Linked DNA regions of Mus musculus: region 1 is linked to region 2. A link is a contact called in public promoter capture Hi-C data. All regions are on one chromosome and are shown on one strand. The core of a region is the stretch at or near the end of the contact, and the rest is flanking DNA. Distances in the headings are between cores, read along the strand shown. Region 1 holds the start of Sync (syncoilin). Region 2 overlaps S100pbp (S100P binding protein).

Region 1 (4,370 bases), core at 1,827-4,326, 130 kb before region 2:
TTCCTTTCTTTCTTTCTTTCTTTCTTTCTTTTTTTTTTTTTTTTTTTTTTTTTTTCGAGACAGTTTCTCTGTATAGCCTTGACTGTCCTGGAACTCACTCTGTAGACCAGGCTGGCCTCAAACTCACAAAGATCTGCCTGCCTCAGCCTCTCAAGTGCTGGGATGAAAGGCTTGCTCCACCATGGCTTGGCTGTGCCAGCCTTCTAACAGGCCTCCTTGCCTCTCTGTAGCTAAGCCTGGCCATAATTTGCTGCCTACAACACGGTTGCTCCATGCCACAGTTGTAAAACCTTTGTGACAGTGTCTTGCTATAAAGCCCTGGCTGGCCTGATGGCCCAAGTCTTGCTATAAAGCCCTGGCTGGCCTATGGCACTCACTATGGCACAAGCTGATCCTGGACTCTCTTTTTTTAATGTTTTATATCTATGGATGTTTTGCCTGCGTACATGTCTGTGCCCCACATGTATGCCTGCTGCCCTCAGAGGTTAAAAGAAGGCATCAGATCCCCTGCAGTTATGAATGGTTGTGAGACACCATGTGGGTGCTGTGAACCCAACCTAGGTCCTCTACAAGAGCCACAAGTGCCCTTATCAGTTGAGCCATCTCTCCAATCTGTGGCCTGGAACTCTTAACGATCCTCCCAAGGATCACTGACCTCAGTCTCCCAAGTGCTTCGATTACAGGCACAAGCCATCCATGCCTGGCTCTCGGAATCTCAGAGATGTGACCCTAACCTAGAGTTTTTAGCCTCAGCTCACATTCCTCTTGCCATCCTCCTAGTGCCTGGCAGCCCAGAACTTGTGGCAACTCTTCACACCTCCTACTCCTCCGAGCCCGTAATATCTAAAGGAGCTAGCTGAAAAATGCAACTTCTTGAATACCAAGCTGCCTAAAAACACCAACCTGAACTACCAGAGAAGGTAAAATTGCCGGCACCGGGAAGGTGCAGCTGCTTGCTCGGGCAGAGTCCCTGCTTTCCCTCCTCATTATGTTCCTGCCTTGGAGTGACTTAACCTCTAGTCTAAGCACTTACATGAATACTCTCTTGTAGGCTGCTCATCTATAACGCCCAATGCAGGGGCCAGCAAGCCAAAGGGCGAAGCACCTAAGGCTCGCCTGAGTCCTGTAAGTGGAGGGAGCCTAAAGACCACCGTTCCCAGCCCACTTAACACAAGCCTAAAAGCCTCTGAAATATCATAGTCAAAGCACCTTTCTAGGGTTAGGGCTGAGACTGAGGGGCGAGCCCTTGCCTAGCAGGCAGAAAGTACTAGGTTCATTTCCCAGCCAGAATAAGTAATCTGGGCTGCTGAGATGGCTCAGTGGGTAAGAGCACCTGACTGCTCTTCCGAAGGTCCAGAGTTCAAATCCCAGCAACCACATGGTGGCTCACAACCATCCGTAACGAGATCTGACGCCCTCTTCTGGAGTGTCTGAAGACAGCTACAGTGTACTTACATATAAATAAATAAATCTTTAAAAAAAAAAAAAGTAATCTGTTGCTGGGCAGTGGTGGCGCATGTCTTTAATCCCAGCACTTGGGAGGCAGAAGCAGGTGGATTTCAGTGAGTTAAAGGCCAGCCTGATCTACAGAGTGATTTCCAGGATGGCCAGGGCTAAAAGAAATATTTTTTTAAAAAATCTGTTTACTTAACAAATGTCTAAACATGCTGCAACTCCATCTCCTTGGTACCGTATCCCAACAATACCAACTTGTGTCTTCAGGACATTCTGAATGGAATGCAGTTTCATCATCAGGAGGAGTGACTTTAAGTTATACAGGTACGTTTGTCCACTGGATGAGAGCGGATGTCCTGAGGACAGGGCTACTTGTGGGGCCCTTGGAAGGCAAGAAGAAAACAACTGAACTTCCAGGGGAAGTTGTGCCCAAGGTCAAGTGGCAGGTCTGTGGTATAGAACCCAGGCCTCCTGAGTTACAGGCTGCCACACCACCCTGGGTACCAGAGGTTGTCCTCGGCTAACTGCCTCTCTACTGAGCTGGCATAGAAGCAGATTACAGGAGGCCAAGCAAGAGAGGGACAGGGCCCAGCTGGGGTCCCTGACCTCAACACCTCTGCCACTCTGTCTCTGTCCCAGAGGACTTGGGCAACTCCTTTATGCTGTCCATCAGACTGTGACTTGGACGTGTGTATTACATGTCATGCAAACAAAGGTTCGTGCCTGGCTTCAAGCTTATTAGTGTGTGTGTAGGGAATACAGGCAAAATGTGTTAAGAACCCAGCTTAGGGTTGTCTTCTCATGTGACAACAGGGTTTACCAGGAAGTATTCCCATAATTTGATACACTGGGAAGTCCCTGGGCCACAATGTGACCTGAGGCAAAATGACTCCACAATCCCCAGTGGTAAAGTTCCAGTGTGGACAGCTGTTGGGCTCAGCCAGGGCCCAGTGCTAGGCCAGGAGAACAACTGCCTCTCTAGGCCACCACCCTGAGCCACACCAGGGAGAGAGAGCTGACCGAACAGACTCAACTTCAAGCTGGCAGGTGCCCAACCCTGCACCAAGTGGCTCAAATGCAGTGAATTCTCAAATGGTTTCTCCCTAGCCCCGCTAACAAGTGAATAAGAAACGGGAAAAATAAGACTTTAAAAAAAAAAAAAAGACCCAAAACTTATACTCTTTAGTCAGTTAGGCCAACTACATTTTGACAGGTTGCTAGCCTGAAAGGATTAATCGCACTCAGCCTGTGGAAGGAGTGACACAGACCCCCGGAGGTGTCAGGTCCCCAAGCCAGGGCCTCCCATCTCCCTTCCCCGGTGGCTCCGCCCCGTGCCACACCCGGGCATGACCACTACCCACAGCCAAGGGAAAAGGGCCGCGGGTCGGGGATGGGAGCCCACCCAGCACCCCCTGTCCTACTGGGCGGCGACACGAGCCCTAGAGGATCCTACCTCGAGGCCCGGGCGCCGTCCCCGCCGCGCAGGGGTTCCGGGCTGGCCATGGCTGCGCGACCCCGGGCTCGCCCGGAGTGTTATTAATAGCCAACGCCGTCGGCGATTGTGCCGGTGCCGGCGCCCGCCGCACTGCCAGCTGCAGCGGACACCAGATCCCGGCGGCCCGGGCGGGACGCGCCCACTTGGCCGGACGATTACCCGCGGGAGGAGGGCGCGGGCCCCGCGGCCCTGGGGGCGGGGAGAGGGTGGGAGGGGATGGGGTGGGGTGGGATGAGGGGGCGGCCCAGCGGCACTTCGCGAACCTTCCTTTCATCTCTCCACCTTTCCTTCTGGCCCTGGTTGCATGGTGAGGAGAGGAGGGGGCTGTTCGGTCCCAGGGGAGCTGCCCCCCGAGTTCAATGAAGGCGGGAGGAAGATTTACTGGTGGGGTACCCAGAGGGATCCAGCGCCCCTCGTGTCGGCGCCTTGCGATCCCCACCCACGCAAGGGCTTGGAGCCGGGTCATCTTCTTGGTGGCCTGCAGCTGTCATGAGGGGGTGGGGCAAGGCGCCTGCTGGAGAGGGGGGGGGGTGGTTAACTGCCACACCCCATGCGTCTGGGGACAGCTGGGGGCCACGGCTGAGGAAGAACGGCTTAAGGCAATAAAGTTGAGTCTGTTTAATTCAGGTTTCTTCCCCTCGCCCTGGAAGGTTTCTTGGGGTCTTCTGAGAGGTCGATTTGTCGCTCCTGCTCAGTCACTTCTGTTGTGTTTCAAGGCACGCACCCACCCCTAAGTCTTCGACCCTCCGGTGTCCTAGTTAGACTTCCACACTGAAGGCACCCTCCCCCTCCCCCCAGGACGAGCTGCTGGACCCCTTCCCAAACCTGAGCCCCAGGCATTCTTTCTCTGAATACTTTTTCCCACTCAGTCCCCGAGTCAGGGAGGGAGGAGGGCTTTGATTCAATCGCAGAAGAATGCTGTGCACCTAGCGGCCAGGGCCAGAAGGCTGTACTCCGTTTAATCAGATCTTAGAGCATCCTATGGGATGGCGAATGAGGACTGATGCCCGGGTGTTGTTGACTGGGTAGCTTGTGCGTTGTGATCCTTGTGCCCACAGCTGGGAACATCTGGCGAAGGTTCTGTGTGTGCAGCAAGAGATGGGTCTAAGGTTGTATCCCCAGTGTGACTTCCTTCCAGTCCTGGTCCTGGGTGGTCGTGTGGAAGTGCAGCTCTATGATGTGAGAGCAGGGTGATTGTGCCAGGTGTGATCATCCTGAGGGGAAGTGGGTGCTGGCTGCAGACTACGGAGCAGGTGTATAACCATGTGTGACTGTATGCCTGACTGGGCTGCCATGTGCCAGTGTGGCAGCTGAGGGGTAGGGGTGGCTGTGGCTGTGCACACTCTGGGAGTGTCTCCCGGAGCTGTGTTTTTTGCATCTTTTTGTAGACTGCAAGAGGGAGGAATCCAAAAGCCCAGAG
Region 2 (4,402 bases), core at 1,450-3,949:
TAGGTTTGGGGAGAGGAGATTCTTAGTCATATAAGTAGGTTTCATAGTTGAAAAAAAGAATCCACCATAGAGCCAGGCTTCTTGCCTTTAAAGACACTAAAAATAGGTCATTGGTTTTTCTATTGAGGCTTTCTTTAATCTTATGTCACCGTCAAAGAGTGCTTCTGCTGTTCTGTTAACTATCATTCATCAATTTATAATTGTTCTCTTCTAGAGCTTCACCCATCTGTGTATTATAGTTATTTATTCTTGTACTCTGTCACTACTGAACCTCACATTCCTAAGGACAGTATCAAACTGATTCAGTTAATAACCTGTTAGTGCTAGGATAAGTTGTAGTTACTAGCCAGATGAGAGATTTTATCCTTTGGTTTTATACTGTACACAATAAGGTGAATTATCAAACTTGTCAGAATTGGGATAGCAGGTACTCACATCTATTCTCTTCATGTGTGATACAATTTACTTCTCAACTCTTTTTAATATTTATTTTTATTTTATGTGTATGAGTGTTTTATCTAAATGTATGTATGTGCACCATGTGTGTGCTTGGTGATAGCAAGAGGCCAGAAGAGGGCACTGGATCCTCTGGAACTGAAGTTACAAATGACTGTGAGCTGCTGGTGGTCCTCAGAATGGAACCCACGTCCTCTGCAAGAACAGCCAGTGCTCTTAACCCAAGTCATCTTTGCAGAACCATTTTTTCAAATTATTAAGGCCACTTACTTATTAAATGGCTCCAATACCAGCTTCATATTTATAAGTTAAGGTTTATATTAGTGATTGAATTACTGAAGTATAAGGGTTTTTTTCCCCTACAAATTTTGTTAGATGAATTTCATTTAGCCATAGAACAAAGGACAATCTTTACTACCTTTTAGCCACAACCTAAAAATAAAATCATGGTACTGGTTGTTGGTCCAAGAAAACCCATCTGTTAGAGACTATGAAGAGAAGAGAACATTTAAATGTTCCAATTCTTGTTAGCATCTCTAAATTTGGAGGAAGAAGAGGTTGAAACTAAGAACTAACATAAGGTTTTGGGTTATCAGCCTCAGCTGAGTTTGGACCTGGCTTACCAATATTAGATGGTGATCTTGGAGTATCTTCTCCAAGCTTCAGTTTTCTCATGAAGACAAATGAGTCTTAGCAATTGTTAGAGTTTCAGTGATGGATATAAAACAGAGCCCACCCGGCGCATGTATGCTTGGTGAATTTTAGTCACCATCATCTCCACATTAGTAAATCTTCTTAATAAAAATTACTCTTAGAAACAAGTTTGTTCTATCTTTCTATTTGTTTTATTAATCTGGTTTTAGGAGACAGGGTTTCTCTGTTTAGTTCTGGCTGACTTGGAACTTGCTCTGTAGACAAGGCTGGCCTAACTGCATCTCTAATGCAGATATCCATCCTCCTGAGTGTTGGAAATAAAGGCATGTGTCACACAGCCTCTAAGAATTAGCTTTTTGCAGAGTGTGGTGGCAGACACCTTTGATTCCAGGACCCGGGAGGTAGAAGCAGGCAGAGGGAGGTCGATTTCTGAGTTTGAGGCCAGCTTGATGTACCAAATGAGTTTCAGCGCTATACAGAGGAGCTGTCTCAGGGGGGAAAAAAAAAACAAAACAAAAAACCTACAGGAGAACCAAAAGAAACACCATTTCTTGTTGAATGGACAGAAACAAAATTGTTGCACCCTCTTTACCCAGTGCTGTATTAAGGTACAGCCTGAATGTGTAAGACATACTATAATAAGATTCTTGCTTTCAAGGATACTCAACTCTGGTAATATTACATTGTTGAAACTCTGTGACCTTAGACAAATTCCTTAACAATTCTGGACCTTGATTTTTTTTTTTTAATACTTTGTATAATATTGCCCAGGCAAGCCTAACACATCTGAGTTCAAGGGATTCCTCTACATTAGCTTCCTCAGTAGCTTCTAGCTGGGCATTGTAGTATCTTATTTAAAAAAAAAATGGTAGGAGCACCTTTCAGATTCTTGAGTCTTTTATAGCTCTGTCTATCCTGAAACTCACAGACCTCTGCCTCCCACGTGCGTGTGTCAGCACACCTGCCTTGGCAATATATTTTTCTGATTATTTTTTTGTTTGTTTGTTTTTCGAGACAGGGTTTTCTCTGTGTAGCCCTGGCTGTCCTGGAACTCACTCTGTAGACCAGGCTGGCCTCAAACTCAGAAATCCGCCTGCCTCTGCCTCCCAAGTGCTGGGATTAAAGGCGTGCGCCACCACCACCCAGCTCTTTTCTGAATGTTTAAATTATTATTTATTTATTGTGTTTATGTGTATATGTGCTGTGTGCATATATATGCCCAATATCACACTGAAATAGGCAAGCCCAAGACTAGTCCAAACCTCCATGACTCTGGGTGGACGAGGTTTTGGCACTGAGTATTCTCTCTCCCTCCCCCTCCTCCCTTCATCTCCCTCCCCTCCCCTCCCCTCCCCTCCCCTCCCCCTCTTCTCCTCTCTTCCTCTCCTCTCTCTTGTTTTTTCGAGACAGGGTTTCATTGTGTAGTCCTGGTTGTCCTAATACTCACTCTGTATACCTGGGTGGCTTGAAACTCAGAGATCTGCCTGCTTCTGCCTCTGAAGTGCTGGATGCAGGCTTTTAATGGCCTCTCTATACAAAGGCCAGCAAAAACAAAGGCATCACCTGCAGAGAGGATACATTGATGGAATTCTCTGCACAGCTCCAGAGATTGACCTAAATAGGCAGCGGCATGAAAAACTAACACACACACACAGGCACAGAAAAAGCCAAGGTCAGGTGGATTGGACTCCCAGCTGAGAAACAGCCGCACCTTGGAAGCTCAGCATGTTTATTATATACAGTGAAGGAGGAGGCCAGGTTATTGGATACAACTGAGCCAGGAAGAGATCTCAGTAGGGAAGTAATCTTCAGGCCATAAACATCAGGGAGATGGAGCTACAGTGGCCATTTTCCGCACAGACTGTCAACATTGGCACTTGGACAAGAGGAAAGCTTTGCCATCCCTCTGAGTCTCACTCACCCCAGGAAGAATTTTGCCAGTCTATGGTTCTGAGGCCTTGGCTCTTGACATGACTGTGACAAGTCACCAGAACACTTTCACTGAGGACTTGCTCCCTACAACGGAGTACTTGAAGAACCCCAAAAAGTTTATCTTTAAAGCAAAATGATTTATTCTGTCCCTAAGAAGATAGATCAGGTGTAGTGGCTCATGCCTACAGTTCTCACTTGGGGGAGGGAAGTAAGATAGTTCTAAGCCTGGGCTACAATAAGACCCTGCCTCAATAAATGAAAGAAAGTAATAATTTATATTTAAAAAGAAATGCTTAGGCTGGGCATGATGATGGATGCCCTTAATTCCTGTACTTAGGAGTCAGAAGATGGCAGAGTTCAAGGCCAGACTGGTCTATGTAATGTGTTCCGTGCCAGCCAGGGCTACATGATGAAACTCTGTCTCAAACAAGCAGTTATTAGTAATAGCCACTGCCTTATTAATGAGACAAGTATCTCATGGTGTGTCTGTTTATGTCTGTATGTCCCAGAGGACAACTTCAGGTTTCATTCTTCAGGAGGCATCCACCTTAGTTTTTTGTTTGAAGGTTTCTCATTGGCCTGGAGCTTGTAAATTAAGATAGGCCAGTGAACCCTAGCGATCTGCCTGCGTCTTACCTCCTTGGCACTGGGATTATTAGTGGTTATGACTACCTGGCTTTTTTTTTTTAACAAAATAGTTGTATTTAGCAGTCCTGTTTGTGTGTGTGTGTGTGTGTGTGTGTGTGTGTGTGTGTGTTTTGTGTGTGTGTGTGAGAGAGAGGGGTGTGTGGGGAGGCAATACATGCGTGAGAATAAGAGGACAGCTTGGCTAGAGTGGGTTCTGTCCTCTGTTTTATGAGGACTAAACTTAGGTTGGCAGGGATGGTGGCAACTGCCTTGACCTGCTGAGCCATCTTGCCAACCCATTTTGTAAAAATTTTGTTCTGTTATAATACAAGTGTCAGAATGTCACAGGAAGTAGGCAGTCTGTGACTTGATTAGCATTGTATACCTATTCTGATGGTCATGAATGTCCCCAAAATGCTGCCATTCTGCATCATCCTTCTACCCAATGCTACCAAGGTGCCAGAGTACACCAGCCTGCCATGTTCAAGGAACAAACCATGACAAAACCCATCTTCGTGTAGCTAAATGGATGGAACAGGATAGCCTGGAGGACCCATGGCTACTGGCACCTCACACTCTGCCTCAGTTGCTCAGCTCTATACAGTATAGTATCTTTAAAAAACTAATCCAGCCAGGTATAGTGTGGTAACGCACACCTTTGAACTCAGCACTTGGGAGGCAGAGGCAGGCAGATTTCTGAGTTCGAGGCCAGCCTGGTCTACAGAGTGAGTTC

Evidence for each region. Promoter capture Hi-C pulls out the DNA fragments that hold promoters and counts their contacts.
Region 1: a contact with region 2 is called in a promoter capture Hi-C map of embryonic stem cells. The contact joins the promoter of Sync here to the enhancer-like site in region 2. A contact is called at or near these places in 14 of 39 promoter capture datasets (the 3T3-L1 cell line, 3T3-L1-derived adipocytes, the C10 cell line and 10 more), 2 of 15 datasets of contacts at CTCF or cohesin (the G1E-ER4 cell line and the NIH/3T3 cell line), 1 of 484 Hi-C or Micro-C datasets (embryonic stem cells), 3 of 115 datasets of contacts at active chromatin or transcription factors (embryonic stem cells and fibro-adipogenic progenitors) and 3 of 9 other capture datasets (adipose tissue, liver and pancreatic islet).

Annotation. Positions count from the first base shown.
Region 1 is chr4:129,286,327-129,290,696 of GRCm38.p6, reverse strand. It overlaps Sync (syncoilin), which reads right to left and starts at 3,076. Exons shown (of 5, transcript NM_023485.3): 1 at 2,909-3,076. The coding sequence starts at 2,958.
Region 2 is chr4:129,160,303-129,164,704 of GRCm38.p6, reverse strand. The region is part of intron 5 of S100pbp (S100P binding protein); the gene reads left to right. Among named protein-coding and RNA genes, the nearest start is that of Fndc5, 26 kb to the right of the region's middle. Within about 2 kb of position 2,699, at least 13 of the 459 cell types and tissues checked have an H3K27ac peak or open chromatin away from gene starts, as enhancers often do. A contact at or near this core is called in embryonic stem cells and pancreatic islet, where this site is marked.